Linked DNA regions of Sus scrofa: all the other regions are linked to region 2. A link is a contact called in public HiChIP or PLAC-seq and promoter capture Hi-C data. All regions are on one chromosome and are shown on one strand. Each heading gives the region's core, a stretch centred on a gene start, on an enhancer-like site or on the middle of the called end of the contact. The rest is flanking DNA. Distances are from core to core; before and after follow the strand shown. Region 1 holds the start of CHURC1 (protein Churchill). Region 2 holds the start of ZBTB1 (zinc finger and BTB domain-containing protein 1). Region 3 holds the start of FNTB (farnesyltransferase, CAAX box, beta). Region 4 holds the start of KLHL25 (kelch-like protein 25).

Region 1 (3,219 bases), core at 146-2,645, 410 kb before region 2:
CTAATTACTACTCAAAATATCAGAGACAGAAGCAATTTTCTACCTCCCAACCAGTATGAGAATCATTCTAGTTATCCTGCCCCCTAGCCTTCAGCTCCTCCTTTCCTTTTCTACCCTAGTCACAACTATCTTTCAAGTCTCAAATGAAGTCCACCTTTCTTTTAAGAGAACAGCGGTATCACTTACTGCTCTCCCCTTTCTCTAAACTTAAATAGGATTTATGTACTGTACTTGTCAGTTTTTGTTAATCACATTCTCCTGTAAAATATCAGCTCTCCAGCAACACGGTAGCTGCTTTTTTTTTTTTTTTTTTTTTTTTTTTTGGTCTTTTTGTCTTTTTACCTTTTCTAGGGCCGCTTCCTAGCATATGGAGGTTCCCAGGCTAGAGGTCTAATCGGAGCTGTAGCCACCCACCTGCGCCAGAGCCACAGCAACGCGGGATGCCAGCCGCGTCTGCAACCTACACCACAGCTCAGGGCAACGCCGGGTCCTTAACCCGCTGAGCAAGGCCAGGGATCGAACCTGCAACCTCATGGTTCCTAGTCGGATTCATTAACCACTGCGCCACGACGGGAACTCCTGCTTTTTATTTCTTACATGGTATCCTTTTCTGGCCTAGCAAGGTACTAGCTACATACATATAAACTGTTCAGTAAGTACACCTGGAATGAGAGCAAGCAAGCTTAGCAACCTCCTGAGCTCCAAAGGAACAGAGATCTAAAAGAAAGTAACACTCCAGAAATCTGAATTCTACTCTTGCTTCTCATACTAACTAGAACGTGAACTCTGGCATTAGTTTCCTAATGCAATCTCCTCTCCAGCCATTAGTTTCATCTGCAAAACTGGGTTAGAACGGATGAGCTCAGAGGTCTCTTCCGGCGCTAGAATTCAGAAAGAACAATGAACAAGCTTGAGAATAAGACCAGGGTAGGGGTGGGGGTGTCCTTCTGTTGTCGACTGGTTGTAGTTGGGGTTTCATTTTCTTTGTCCCCTGGAGCTCAAGAAAAATGGGGTGACGGCTGATATCAGTCGCCAAAGAAGGGATCAGCGGGAACCAACAGTTTCAGGCCGTCTCCGCTGTCAGGTGCCTAAGTACAGCTACCGGGTCACTGGTTGGGGCGGAGCGGCTGAGTCCGCCCAGCGCCCTGGTTTTTTAGGAAAGACCGGCCGGAGGAGTGAGAAACCTCAGGGGCGATCACGGGCCAAGGGCGCAGGAGGTTCTAGGTGCCCACTCGCTCACCCTGTTGGGATATTCCTTCTCCACACAGTCCCCACACATCGCGAAGCAGTTAACAGGGAACGTCCTCCAGTGCTTCCGGGAAGAGGAAACCTCGCGAGAGCACAAAGAAGGTTGACGCATGCGCCCAGAGTACAAGACCCCGGAGTATTTGGTCCCGGGAACCAATTCCAAGTCTCCGCCCTTTAGCAACTGTTGTCAGGGCAGGGAGTGGTCTCCAAGACAACAATCATAGGCAAGGAGTAGGACTTGAGAAACCTTCCAAGAAAGAGGATGGGACCGTGGACCCTCTGGGGGGAAGGAGAAGGGACTCTTCAACTGAGCAAAGTTCAAATAGACGCCTTCCTGAGTCTAGGCTGACAGAGGACAAGTCACAGAACACAAGAAAGGGAATTCTTTCTCATTGCCTTGGCTCACATTTATAAAGTTGAAATTGTAATTTGGATACTTTTCCATACCATTTCTTAGGGGCAGTGAGAGTGATAGTTCAGATCTTGGCAGGTGAATAAGCAGTAAGTGAAGTGTTTGGCAAGAGGCATTTAAAGCTCTGCAGAGAATCTCCTAAAAACACAAAATATTAATAATCAATGACCATCCTAGAATCTTCTGGAGAACGTAGAGATGGGAAACGTGTTTCTGTCTATGTGTCTTTCCTTTTCGGATGAGGAAACCAAGGACAAGTGGAAACCAAATGGTTAAACGTCTTGCCTAAGATGACAAAACTACTCAGTAGTCAGCCAGGACTAGGACTCAGTTCCTACCCTAGGTTCAGCACCTTTTTAATGCAGTAGCCACATGTGGCTATAAAGCACTTTTTTTTTTTGCCATTTCTTGGGCCACTCTCATGGTATATGGAGGTTCCCAGGCTAGGGGTCGAGAGTCAGAGCTGTAACTGCCGGTCTACGCCAGAGCCACAGCAACACAGGATCCGAGCCGCGTCTGCAACCTACACCACAGCTCATGCAACGCTGGATCCTTAACTCACTGAGCAAGGGCAGGGACCGAACCCGCAACCTCATGGTTCCTAGTCGGATTTGTTAACGGGAACTCCCTAAAGCACTTTTAATGTGGCAGATTTGAACTGAGATGTGTTGTGAGTACATCCTGCACACTAGATTTAGAAGACTTATTATGTAAAACGTTTTAAGGTATTTCATCAGCAATTTTTTTTTTTTTTTGTGCTGCTAAGGGCGAACTGGAGCAGCAGCTGCCCTCTTACACCACAGCAGGCCAGATCCTTAACCCACTGAGTGAGGCCAGGGATGGAACCCACATCCTCATGAATACTAGCTGGGTTTGTTACTGCTGAGCCATGACGGGAACTCCTTCATTAGTAATTTTTATATTGATTACATGTTGAAATAGTTTGGCTAAATACAAATGTATTATTAAAATTAATGTCATCTGTTTCATTTTAATCTGGCTACTAGAAAATTGAAAATTCACATGTAGCTTGCATTATATTTCTACTGGACAGGGCTGGTTTATGCAGTTGTCTTTCAATCCATTTTTAAATATGCTGTTTGTTTTTAAAGTCTAGTGCTGACTTAATTTTGCTAACCACCATATCTATTCTGTTCAATGCTATAGACGTTTGTCGGGTGCCTTCACTGTGCAAGGAACTGTGAGGCCAACAGGAAGATGAAAAAGACATTGTCCTTTCCTATTCTCCAGGTAGTCACAGTAGAGTCTGAGAGAGAAAATTAGCACAAATACTTATAGTTACTGCTAGATTGTGGTATAAGAGCACAAAATGGAGAAACTACTTCCAGGTGGGGACTGGAAAAGAGGAATTTGAGCCTTGAAAAATAGTTAGGATTTCAAAAAGCAGAGAGTTTCAGTATACAAATTTCAGGTGGACCAATGCAAGGAGTTTGGATTTTACTCTGTAGGTAATAGGGAGCCACTGAAAGTTTGAGCAGGAGAATGATAATAAAGCTGTGGTTTAGTAAGATTATTTTAGCAGCATTTCATTGGGACTG
Region 2 (3,408 bases), core at 282-2,781:
CATCTCCTTGACGCTCCCAATTTGGAAAAATGTCCTGTCAACCCTGCAGACAGATCACGTAGATGTGCTGCTTAGGTAGGAAGGGAGACTCGGAGGATAGCTGAGCTCAGACAGAAGCCTACATATTTTAGTGGTAACGACTCTCGATTTGCATCCAACCCATTTACCGAAAACTTCTAGTGAGCTCCCAACGCTGGAAGCGAAAGCACTTTTCTCCCAGGAAACATATCTTTCCACTGAAAATTCCCCAACTCGAGACCTACCACTTTTTACTGAACAAAAAGCGTGTGTGCCGGCGGGGTGGGGGTGGGGGGAAAGAGCGTGGCAAGAATTTGCACGGCTCTTATGCCTCCTCCCTCGGAGCGCGCCCAAGTCTGCGGCCTCGGGCTCCGGGACACTTCCCCTCCCACCCGCCGAGAAGCCGCGGCTGTAAGTTGAGAGAAGCGGGCTCTGGGCACGTCAATCAACCGGGTCCTCCCGCCTCCCGTCTACACCTCCCCCCCCCCCCCCCTCAAAAAATAAAGGCAGAGAAAGAAAGGAAAAAGAAGGTAACTAATTTGGGAACTAGTCTCCGTGGGCTTCGCCTCCGACCCAGGGAGGCCGCACGTCCCCGACCAGACGCGCCGGAGGGCGGCGGGATCAAGCAGGCGGCCCGGCAACCGCCTGTCGCCGGGTCCTCGCAGCGCGTCCGCCGCGCTCTGGCTCCCCGCACGGGTCGGCGCCGCTCCGGCCCCGCACTCCGTCAAGCTCGCGGCCCGTCACCCTCCCGCCCGGGCCAAAGTTGCGCAAATAGCCCCACAACTGGCAAATACTCACCGGCCGCAGCAGGATCCGGGGCTGCGGAAATTTTAGGGAGTTTAAGGCAAATCAGCCACAGGAAAGGCGGGCGGAGACGAAGGGGCCGCGAGCTGCAGTGGCGGCGACGCGCGGCGCTCGGGCTGGGCTGCGCGGAGAGGCTCTGGCTCTGCCAGGGACTGTGCTGCAACAAAGGACTTCCGCTGCCGCACAGCCGCGCCTGCTGCACCGCACTGAGCCGGCCCCGCTTACGCGGCGACTCCGGGTCTGCCCACCAGTTCGCTGCGGCGTCCGCCAGCCTTCCCCTCCCTCTCGACCGCCCACCCACTCCGCCGCTGGCTGCTAGGGGCACCCGCGGTCGCCTGTTTGTTGCAACAAGTTTCTGCGTCGGGTTCCGAGGAGGCTGGCGCAACCCGCACCGCGGGGGCCGGCGCGGCGACAGCCTGACCACCCCTCTTGCCCCTCTCCCTAGGGTAGGCTTGGGACCTCCTCCTCCTCCTCCTGTTTGCACAGCTGGATGGGACTGGGCTCCTCCCGACTCCCCAAGGGCAGGATGCTGCTTTCCCACTCTGTCCAGATGTCAGACCCCGGCCCCATAGGGCCCAGCAGCTGGGCCCTCCCTCACGGTATGTCCCTGACGTTCTGGGGGCGCCAGCACCCTTGCTCTGTCCCGTGCGCGGCCAGCTAGTTCAGGGTCGCCCATTGCCCGCGCTCCCCCCACTCCTGCCTTCCGTGGGCCTGTCCGCCTCTGGCCTTGAGTCACTTCCCCCGCCATGCCCAACCCCGCCCAGCCCGCCTCCCCTCCCAGGCTCCCGTGGTTCAGCTTCCCTGGCCCCGCGCCCTCACCCCTCAGCCCGCGAGTATGCGGGCGCATCCTTCCCTGCCCCCACCCCGAACTGAGGGGTGCCCGTGCTTTTGCACACCCCAGGGAAAGTCCCCGGGTCACGCGGTTTTGTGTGGGGAGCCTGTGACGCTCAGGCTTCGCTCCACGCTTCCGCCTACAGAGTCACGACTAGCGACCGTGGCAGAGGCACCTAGAACGCGGGCCGACCCCCGCCAAGCCACTAGAGCGGGCGAGCAGGCGGGCGCGCACGTACGCACGCACGCACGCACACTCCGGCCCCAGCGCCCCAAGTTCCCCGGCTACCAGGCGCGCGGTCACGTGGACCCATCGCGGGGCTGTTGGCGCGGGAAGCCGCGCGAGAACGAACCGCGGGGTGCGTGAGCCGGCGTGTCCGCGTGACGTACGCGGCGCGGGAGCCGCCCCTCCCGCACGGAGGAGTCGGCCAGCAGCCCGCCCGCCGCGGCGGCCTCTGGGTAAGCAACGCGGCCCGGCCCTTGTGGGCTGCCCCGGGCTCAGTCCCTCCCGCCGCGAGCCGCTTTGGGCGGCGGCCTGCAGCTGCGTCGGTCGCGGGACAGATGCAAGTAGCTGGGGAGGGGGGTGTTTTTGGTCTCTTTGAGATGTCAGGGCACCGAAGGAAAATGGCAACCACGAGTGAGAGCTGGGCCAAGGATATCCAGAGCGGTCCTTCGCTGCCCGCAGCACGCAGCTGTTAGGGCCTGACGCAGGCCGGGGGCGTGCGGGGGCGCAGCAACGACTCCGAGCTCTTATAGCTGCGGGCCAGACTGCGACCCCGCCCGGAAAGCCCCGACCCGCCTGCGGCATTCGCCAGGCAGCGGCGACCCCGGCAGCTCTCTCAAGTGGGCGGTTCTCCAGGTGCCACCTGCCAGACGCTGCAGCTACTGGCCTCCTTCTCCCTCCTCATCCCCTTTTGGGATTAACCCTGCAGGAAGTTGCCTCCCCCCCTCCCCTCATTTATCCTTCTTTTTTCACATTATATTACTTTTATCCTAAGCAAATCCAGCCCCCCCCATCTTGCTCCATCTCTCACTGCCTTCCCTAGCACTTATTATTTGGGGAAAATCAAGCTGTTGTCAAGCTGCTTAGGCTGTGCACTGTGCCTGGAAACTAACAGCTGCTAACTTGCTTCATATATTAACGCTCCTGTTTCCCCTCAATGGCATGCGTTCTCTTGAGAGTCAAGTCATTTTGGCAGCGCTTTTGATTCCCACAGGATTTTGTCATGTGCGTGAAGTACACTTTAGAGTCACAAATTTTAAAGCTGAAAGGAGCCTGATAGAAAATGCACTTCATCTCTCATTTTACGGAACACCAGGCGGAAAGACTGTGTAGCTTGATCAAAGCCCTATACCTCTTCAGTAACTGGACTCCAAGGCTCTCTCTAGATGCCTTAGTCATTGCACTCCACCACACCAGGAGTGCGGTGCAGTTTAACCCACTCACTGTAGAGACGATCTGCCAGAGGTGATTATACTTGATTTAATTCCGGTTATTGAGAAATTAAACTTGGCCAGTGTGTGATGGCTCTGGTATTTTAAGGAATGGAGTTGGCACTATTTCTAGGTGGAATAGAGTGCTTGTTAATGTACTTTGAGCTCAAAGCTCGTCCCTCTCCTGCCACGAAAAAAATCCAGCACTATTCTTGCCGAGGATAACAAAGACTAGCAGTTGCTTCCGTGGGTAAAGGCACCAAAGACCCCTTTAGCCATCTGGATATGCTTTAATTAAGGGTAAACTATTAGTCCATTGTC
Region 3 (3,547 bases), core at 681-3,180, 480 kb before region 2:
CATCTACCACATAGTTGGGCCTAGATTTGAAAGACATCCTATAGCACCAATGTTCCATATCAGAACCTAGTTTCCACACCTGGCCCAGACCTTGGGCAACTCTTTTGCAGACCAGCACCTTGTTGCATCCTTTTCTCCATGGCTTATTATACCTAAGCACTTAGAATATAAGTCTTTCCCTGACAGGAACTAACCAAGGGCATTCAACGGAAAAAGAACAAAAAAAGTACTGCACGTAAAAAAAAAAAAAAAAAAAGAGCAGATGCGTAAAGCTCTTTGTAATGCTCCCGTTCTTGACTTGCCCCTCTAATCATGGAAGTTTCTGTTCCGCTCTATAAATTAGCTCAACTTCTGATTCCCTGTTCTCCACTAACATCTTATCTATCCATAGCCTTATGTGCTAGGTCCATTCTGTTAGCTACATAAGAGGTGATCCCATAGTCTTAGGAAGGATAAAAAGAAAAAGGCTTGAACTGAATCAACTCAACAACCCATCACTTAGGAATATCACAAAGACCCTGTGGCCTTTTCACTGATGGGAGATTTCTTTGCAATCTTTTGCAAAAGACTTTTGTGGAAGGACACACTGGTGGGCAAACTAACCTGGGAAACTAGAATCAAAGGGTAAGTTTCCTTTCTACCCTAAAACCCACGAAGCTTAAATCTCCAGTTAAAATATTCCCTCTGCTACTATGTGCATAAGTGTATATTCAAGCCCTTGTTTTTGTTATCATAGTCATAATTATACAATATAATAATTATCATTACTAATTTTGCCAAAATCGAGGCCTCCAATCTCAGGTATAAAAATCAAAGCAGGTCCCTCCAAGATTAAATCTGGAGACTGATGTAACTATGAGGTCTTATTTTAGGAAGCAGCCTGATGCTTATTTGTTAGTGCTAAAAAGAATCCTTCTGATCACTTCCCCTAAAGACAGATGGGTAAGCACTTCTACAGTAACTAACTTGGGAACAATTTCCACTGGGGAACAAAAATAAAGTTCACTACTCACTCCCCAAACACGTTTCAGTGATAGGCTCCATCTACTTCGAGGCCTCAGTGAATGGCAAGTAGTCCAAAATTCATACTCTTATTACAGCACTTTCCAAACTTTATTGTTTTCCTGTTTGTCTTCTTCACCAGGCTGTGGGATGCTCACGATCGGGTCTGTTTTATTTCTTTCTATTTCCAGCGCTCAGCATTGTGTCCAACACATTGCTGGTGCTCAAATGACTGACTACTAAAACGCCCAGCCACGAGGCAGGCCTCAAACATGGCAATGTGGGTCAGAAATTAAAAAGACCATGGAATGGCATGTCTGCAGTCTGGCCACTTTTTTCCCCCTCCAGGTCCCAAAACTATGCGTTGAGTGGGGAAAGTGCACTATCCATCCGAGAACCTCCAAATGCCTGGCAGAATGGAGTGGGCTGTCCGACCCGCTCGGGCTGCTTCAGTCCTTCACAGAACAACATTCTGTCCGCTCCCTAAAGCAGAGGGGACCCAGGAACTGTCCTCTACCTCCAACCTCGACAACGACCCCTCCCCAACCTGACCCCACAAACACTCCACTACCCTGCCCAAGCCTGGGCGCCCGGAGCTTTCCAGAGGGGAGGAGCCGCAGTGCACTGTGGGAGCTGTAGTTCCCCGGTGAGTTCCACGCCGGGGCTGCCCTGAGGACAGCACTCCCGCTCCCAGAAGCCCCCGCGCGGGCGCCTCGCCCAGTCAAGCCACCTCACCTGTTCAATGGACGTGACTGTTTCCACTGAGTCGTCCTGCAACCGCTCCCGCGCGTGCTCGGGCCTCAGACTGTACAGCGGCTCTGACCAGACAGGGGAGGAAGATGGAGGGCAATAGTAGGTGAAGGAACTCGGAGAAGCCATGATCAGGAAAGCAGCGGGCGGTGTATAGGACTCAGCTTCGTCAAACAACAACGCGTATTGAAACTCGAGCGGGCTAAGGCGCTACGGGAAGCGGATAGAGTCAAAAGATTTTGAACGCGAATCGCTCTTGCCACCTACACGTCTCCAGTGAGTGAGTCACTGGGATGCTTCCGCCCCCCATTGGGCAGAGGAGCTGCTGCAAGAGGCTCTGTTTCTTGGCGCGCGAGGAAGGAATTTAATTTCACTTTCAACATTCTGCTCATTCTCACGTAATTGTTATGTTGGTAGTTCGGGTGCCCAAGAACCCAATGACTGTAACTTTAAAAGCCTTTCTGACAGCTCTCCTGATTGCCTCAGTCATGCTATTAGGAATAGAATTATTGTGCGCCTTTGCGTACATGATAACCGTCCGGGAGACGCCAGAAGCTTCTCCAAAAAGGACATGCTATCTCAATACTCAGTGATGGAGGGAAGGGGCACTGTAATTCTCTCCTATCCCGTTGAGGGTGATAGTGCAGTACCAGGAAATAAAATGCAGTAGAAGGAACAAGTGTAAGTGAAACAACCAAGAAAGTATTCACTCATTTATTCAGCAATTTTTTTTTTTTTTTCTTTTTAGCGCTACACCGAAGGCAGGCGTATGGAGGTTCCCAGGCTAGGGGTGGAATCTGAGCTACCACTGCCGACCTGCACCACAGCTACAGCAACGCCGGATCCGAGCTGAGTCGGCTACCCACACCACAGCTCAGGGCAATGCCAGATCCTTAACCCACTGAGCAAGGCCAGAGATTGAACCCACATCCTCTTGGATGCTAGTGGAATTCGTTTCTGTTGTGCCGCTAAGGGAACTCCCCATTCAGCAAGTTTTAATAGAGCACCTACTACATGTCAGGCAACTGTGCTAGGCTCCAGGAATATAAAAGTGAACAAACAAGATCCTTGCCCTTGGGAAACTTACAGTCTAGTGGAAGTGATAAAATTAAGTGAATGAACACAATAAATACATGAAGATTTGTGATAAATTGTATGAAGGAAAACAACAGGATCTATGAGAGAAATTAAAGGAGGAGGGGACTAATTAGATTGGGTGGTGAGGCCAAGCCTCCCTGCAACATGTAAGCGGTGACCTGGAGGATGATAAGGAGCCATCCATGTGAACATCCTGGGGAAGAGCCTCATAAAAGGAAAGAACAGCAAGTTTGAGAGAATATTCCACAAATACACTCGTGTGTTTGTATTAATTCTGATATTTAATAATGGAAAATAATATGATAAAAAGGATGTGTGTATATATATATATGAAATACATATGAATGAAAAAGTATATATCTATTAGAGATATATGATTGGGTCACTATACAGCAGAAATTGACTCAACACTGTAAATCAGCTGTACCCTAATAAAAAATAAATTAAAAAAAATCACCACTGGGGAGTTCCCGTCGTGGCGCATCGGAAATGAATCTTACTAGGAACCATGAGGTTGCGGGTTTGATCCCTGGCCTTGCTCAGTGGGTTGAGGATCCAGTATTGCCATGAGCTGTGGTGTAGGTCACAGACGCGGCTTGGCTCAGATCCTACACTGCTGTGGCTGTGGCGTAGGCCGGCAGCTGTAACTCCAACTGGACCCCTAGCCAGGGAATTTCCATATGCCACAGGTGCGGCC
Region 4 (3,396 bases), core at 691-3,190, 280 kb after region 2:
TGGACAACTTATCTGAGGAACCAAGTTGTCTACACAGTTTGTCATGGTCCCTGCCCTTCCAGAACTCCCTGTGCAGTGGGGTGGGGTGGACTAACAGGTATGTGGGTCCCTACAACATTGGCTGGTAGGGGCCATGACAGTGATTATGCTCCAGGGTCTACAGCAAAAACTGAGACAGATGGCAAAGCGAGCTCCATCCCCTCTGTTCCTTCCAAATCATATCTAAATTCAATGACTCAACACGTGTTCTTGGTCTGATTTTATTCTATTGCCTACATTTAATTTTAATATATTCCAGTACCTAATTTAAGCTTGGAGTTGAGGAGGGGGGAAAATGATAATGTGGACCAGATTGTAGATGGTTAGCACTTATAATTTCACAGAGAACCTGAATGGAATAATAAGCAATGGTTATGAACTTGCTAAGAATCAATTTAGTATGTGGAACTTCATCTAAACCTACAATTATATAAATACTCTAGCTCTAGAAAATTGGCAGGAGGCTAAAACTACAAATGTGATCTGTGTCATTTCTTTAATGGACCAATTATTTTGATGCCACCTTTTCCCCTTGGAAAGCACCTCAATGGCACACTTGGCTAGCTTCTTACCTCTGGCCAAGATTGGTCTTGACCATTAGAATCCTCATATTAGAAAAAAAAAAAAAAAAAAAAGAGTCCTTGTATTTTACCCAAATGAAGATACAAATCTATACTGACCACTTACTAGATGCTGGGCCCAGTATATAAGCTCTCTCATCTAATCTTTACATAACCCTGAAAAATAGGTTCTAGAACCTTCCTTCCACCAGTAACAATCCAACACCCAGAGAGCCTGAGCACTCTGCCTTCAGTTCTAAACAGGTCTTGACAGGCAGAACTGGGATTTGAACTCTTTTCTCCACACCATACTGTTTCCCCCCAAATACCTGCCATCTTCCCTATCATTTTACAGCCTTTTAATCCCGGGATCTCTTCTGAACACTCTAAACAGCTTTCTGCCCAGGGGCTCTCCCGCCCAGTTTCCCTCAGCCAAAATCCTAGCCCTCATTCAATCTTTTGTGCAATCTCCCCTCCTCATAAACCTTCCTTGCACCTTCCGTCAGTGTGACCTCTGCTTCCTGGGAATTCTCTCCGCCCCCTTCTTGGCTCTTATAACACTTATCATAACACTCTACTTGACCAGGGCTTTTGTATCCTTAAGTGATCTACTTGAATTACCCATTTTCAATGGGAGAGAGGAAAGAAAGGACATTTATTGTGCACTTACTTTGTCATAGGAGTTTCTCTCCTTTAATTCTGGGAATATTCCTATGAGGATTTTTTACCTGTCATGTTAAAGGTGAAGAAGTTGAATACACAGCAACCTGGAGAAGTCAAGAATGAGAATATAGATCATTTTCCCCACTCTGAACCTAGGTCATTGCGCAGGCGCCCAGAAAATGTTTGTGGAATGAATGGATGAATGAATATTTGAAGGTCGGCTTACAAAAGGAACTCAGCGCGAAATGAGACTATTAGGAGAGCTGAAGTACCCTGAAAAATATATATTTCAAGTTCAGATGGGGTTCAGTGGCTGAAGAAAATCCCAAACAGTGCAACAACCCCAGAGTAAAAAGAAAAGGTTTCCTTAACACTTCCACAACTAAAAGTGTGTCGCAGACCGGGTACAGAAGAGGCATTTGCAATTCACAAAGTTCCATCCTTCGGAAAGCTCGAGAGAACACCGTTGGGTTTTGTTCGCAAACTTCGGCCGCGGGGGCGGGCAGACGCCTGTCTCTTTAAGAATCTGGTCGAAGTCCTTTTCCTCTCCCCGCCCCGCCTTTTCGCGGAGCCGGCGCAGCCCAGTGCCCACCCCTTTCTCCTCTTTCGGACTGAACTACGGGTTCGACAGGCCATCCATCACAGAGGCGCCGCCTCTGATTGGCTTCAGGCCGGGAGGCGGGGCGGGAAGGCCGGAGAAACTAGTTTGTCGGCGGCGCCGGAGCTGTACCGCAGCAGCGGCTACCTCCAAGGCTTCGGCGAGCCGGGGGAGGGGAGCGGCGGCGGCGGCGGCGCCGAGGGTTGCGGAGCCTCGCGCGGGCTGCTAGTGGCCTCTGAGCGCGGTGGACGGCGACCACCGGAGTAGTGAGTACCAGGGCTGTGCTGGGGACGCCGTCTTTGGGCCGGTCTAGCAGCGCGCCCGGCCGCTGGCATTGGCACTTGTCACTCCCCGACCCCCACCTCCCCCCACCCCGGTCCCAGGGGCGCGGGGTCCTGAGCGCCCTGCTTTGGGAGCCCCTGGCAAAGTGAGCCTCGCGGGACTGCGTGCCCCGGAACAGAGCAGCTGGGCTCAGGTCCCAGGAACCGCCTCAGGCACCTCGGGATACAGTGGGGGCTGGAGTTGGGGACAATGGTGGAGAGAGGGGGACTGTAGTCCGCCACCCCCTCCCCTACCCCGCTCCTCCCGCCTCCCTCGTGCCTGGGGACTCGGCGAGGGTATTTGCTGAAAGCTCCGAGCGAGGGAATGAATTGTTTTGCAAATGGATGTTGCGCGCGGGAGCTGCAACTCTTTCCCCTGGGAGTGCTTGATTCATTGAGTCCGCAGACTCTCTTTTGAAAAAATTACTATCGATCCTGGAAAGAGCAGGCTGCCTGTCTTTGAGTATTTGAGCGGGCCGGACAAAGTCCCCGCGCACTTGTCGCCGAGGGCCAGATGGCTGCCTGTCTCCTGCTGAGTGAGGGCCGAGGGGTTTAACTAGGGAAAGGTCGTCCACGAGAGCCCGAACCCCGAGGCCTCCACCTCTCTGCCCCGGCCGTTTCTGTCCCACCTGACAGGGCCCCTCCTCTCTGTTTAGAGAACTGGGGAGCAGCAGAGGAATGGTCACATGCTCTAAATCCTGCCCACCTGCCTCCCCACTCCCCACCCCGGGGTGGCTGCCACCCTAGAGCGCCAGAGCAAGCCTTCTCCGCCCCGGTTGCCCTGCTCACCCCATCTTTCCCAGGCTCCGCGACCCCACAGCACATAGGCACGCCCCCTCCTTTCCCCCCTTGTGGTTGCTTGAGGAGCTTTCCTGCTGGGAGACGTGCCCACAGGGGCACCGTACACTCTTTTTGTGCTGCTATTTCAAAGCCCCCAAAGTTCATTTCCACTATCTTTGAGCAGAGAAATCTTTATTCGAGATCTTAACAAAGGGATTGGGGTGGGGGCAGACCCAGGCGCCCCGCGGGTTTAATGCAGCAGGTTTAATGCGGGCGCTCTTGGTCCTGCTGGGTTGCATTAGGTAGGGGGAAGACTCCCTGAGCTTTGGCCCTTCCTGGTGACTCAGGGCAGGGAAGGCCAGGTGTCTGGGCCTTTTGGTTTCACTGTGGCTGCCTGAGGGAGGGAGGGAAGTTGCCATGGTACTGGAAGAGGATG

Evidence for each region. Promoter capture Hi-C pulls out the DNA fragments that hold promoters and counts their contacts. HiChIP or PLAC-seq counts read pairs in DNA pulled down with a chosen protein or histone mark.
Region 1: an H3K27ac HiChIP or PLAC-seq map of alveolar macrophages shows a contact between it and region 2. The contact joins the promoter of CHURC1 here to the promoter of ZBTB1 in region 2. A contact is called at or near these places in 1 of 5 promoter capture datasets (fetal liver) and 2 of 2 datasets of contacts at active chromatin or transcription factors (alveolar macrophages and skeletal muscle).
Region 3: a contact with region 2 is called in an H3K27ac HiChIP or PLAC-seq map of alveolar macrophages. The contact joins the promoter of FNTB here to the promoter of ZBTB1 in region 2. A contact is called at or near these places in 1 of 5 promoter capture datasets (liver) and 1 of 2 datasets of contacts at active chromatin or transcription factors (alveolar macrophages).
Region 4: a promoter capture Hi-C map of liver shows a contact between it and region 2, with 4 times the contacts expected there. The contact joins the promoter of KLHL25 here to the promoter of ZBTB1 in region 2. A contact is called at or near these places in 1 of 5 promoter capture datasets (liver) and 1 of 2 datasets of contacts at active chromatin or transcription factors (skeletal muscle).

Annotation. Positions count from the first base shown.
Region 1 is chr7:88,983,195-88,986,413 of Sscrofa11.1, reverse strand. It overlaps CHURC1 (protein Churchill), which reads right to left and starts at 1,395. Exons shown (of 4, transcript XM_013978294.2): 1 at 1,241-1,395. The coding sequence starts at 1,360.
Region 2 is chr7:88,574,114-88,577,521 of Sscrofa11.1, reverse strand. ZBTB1 (zinc finger and BTB domain-containing protein 1) reads right to left here and starts at 1,531. Exons shown (of 3, transcript XM_003482279.4): 1 at 817-1,531. ZBTB25 (zinc finger and BTB domain-containing protein 25) reads left to right here and starts at 1,987. Exons shown (of 5, transcript XM_021099920.1): 1 at 1,987-2,112.
Region 3 is chr7:89,051,017-89,054,563 of Sscrofa11.1, reverse strand. FNTB (farnesyltransferase, CAAX box, beta) reads right to left here and starts at 1,930. Exons shown (of 12, transcript NM_001244680.1): 1 at 1,738-1,930. The coding sequence starts at 1,881.
Region 4 is chr7:88,290,502-88,293,897 of Sscrofa11.1, reverse strand. It overlaps KLHL25 (kelch-like protein 25), which reads left to right and starts at 1,940. Exons shown (of 5, transcript XM_005666300.3): 1 at 1,940-2,126.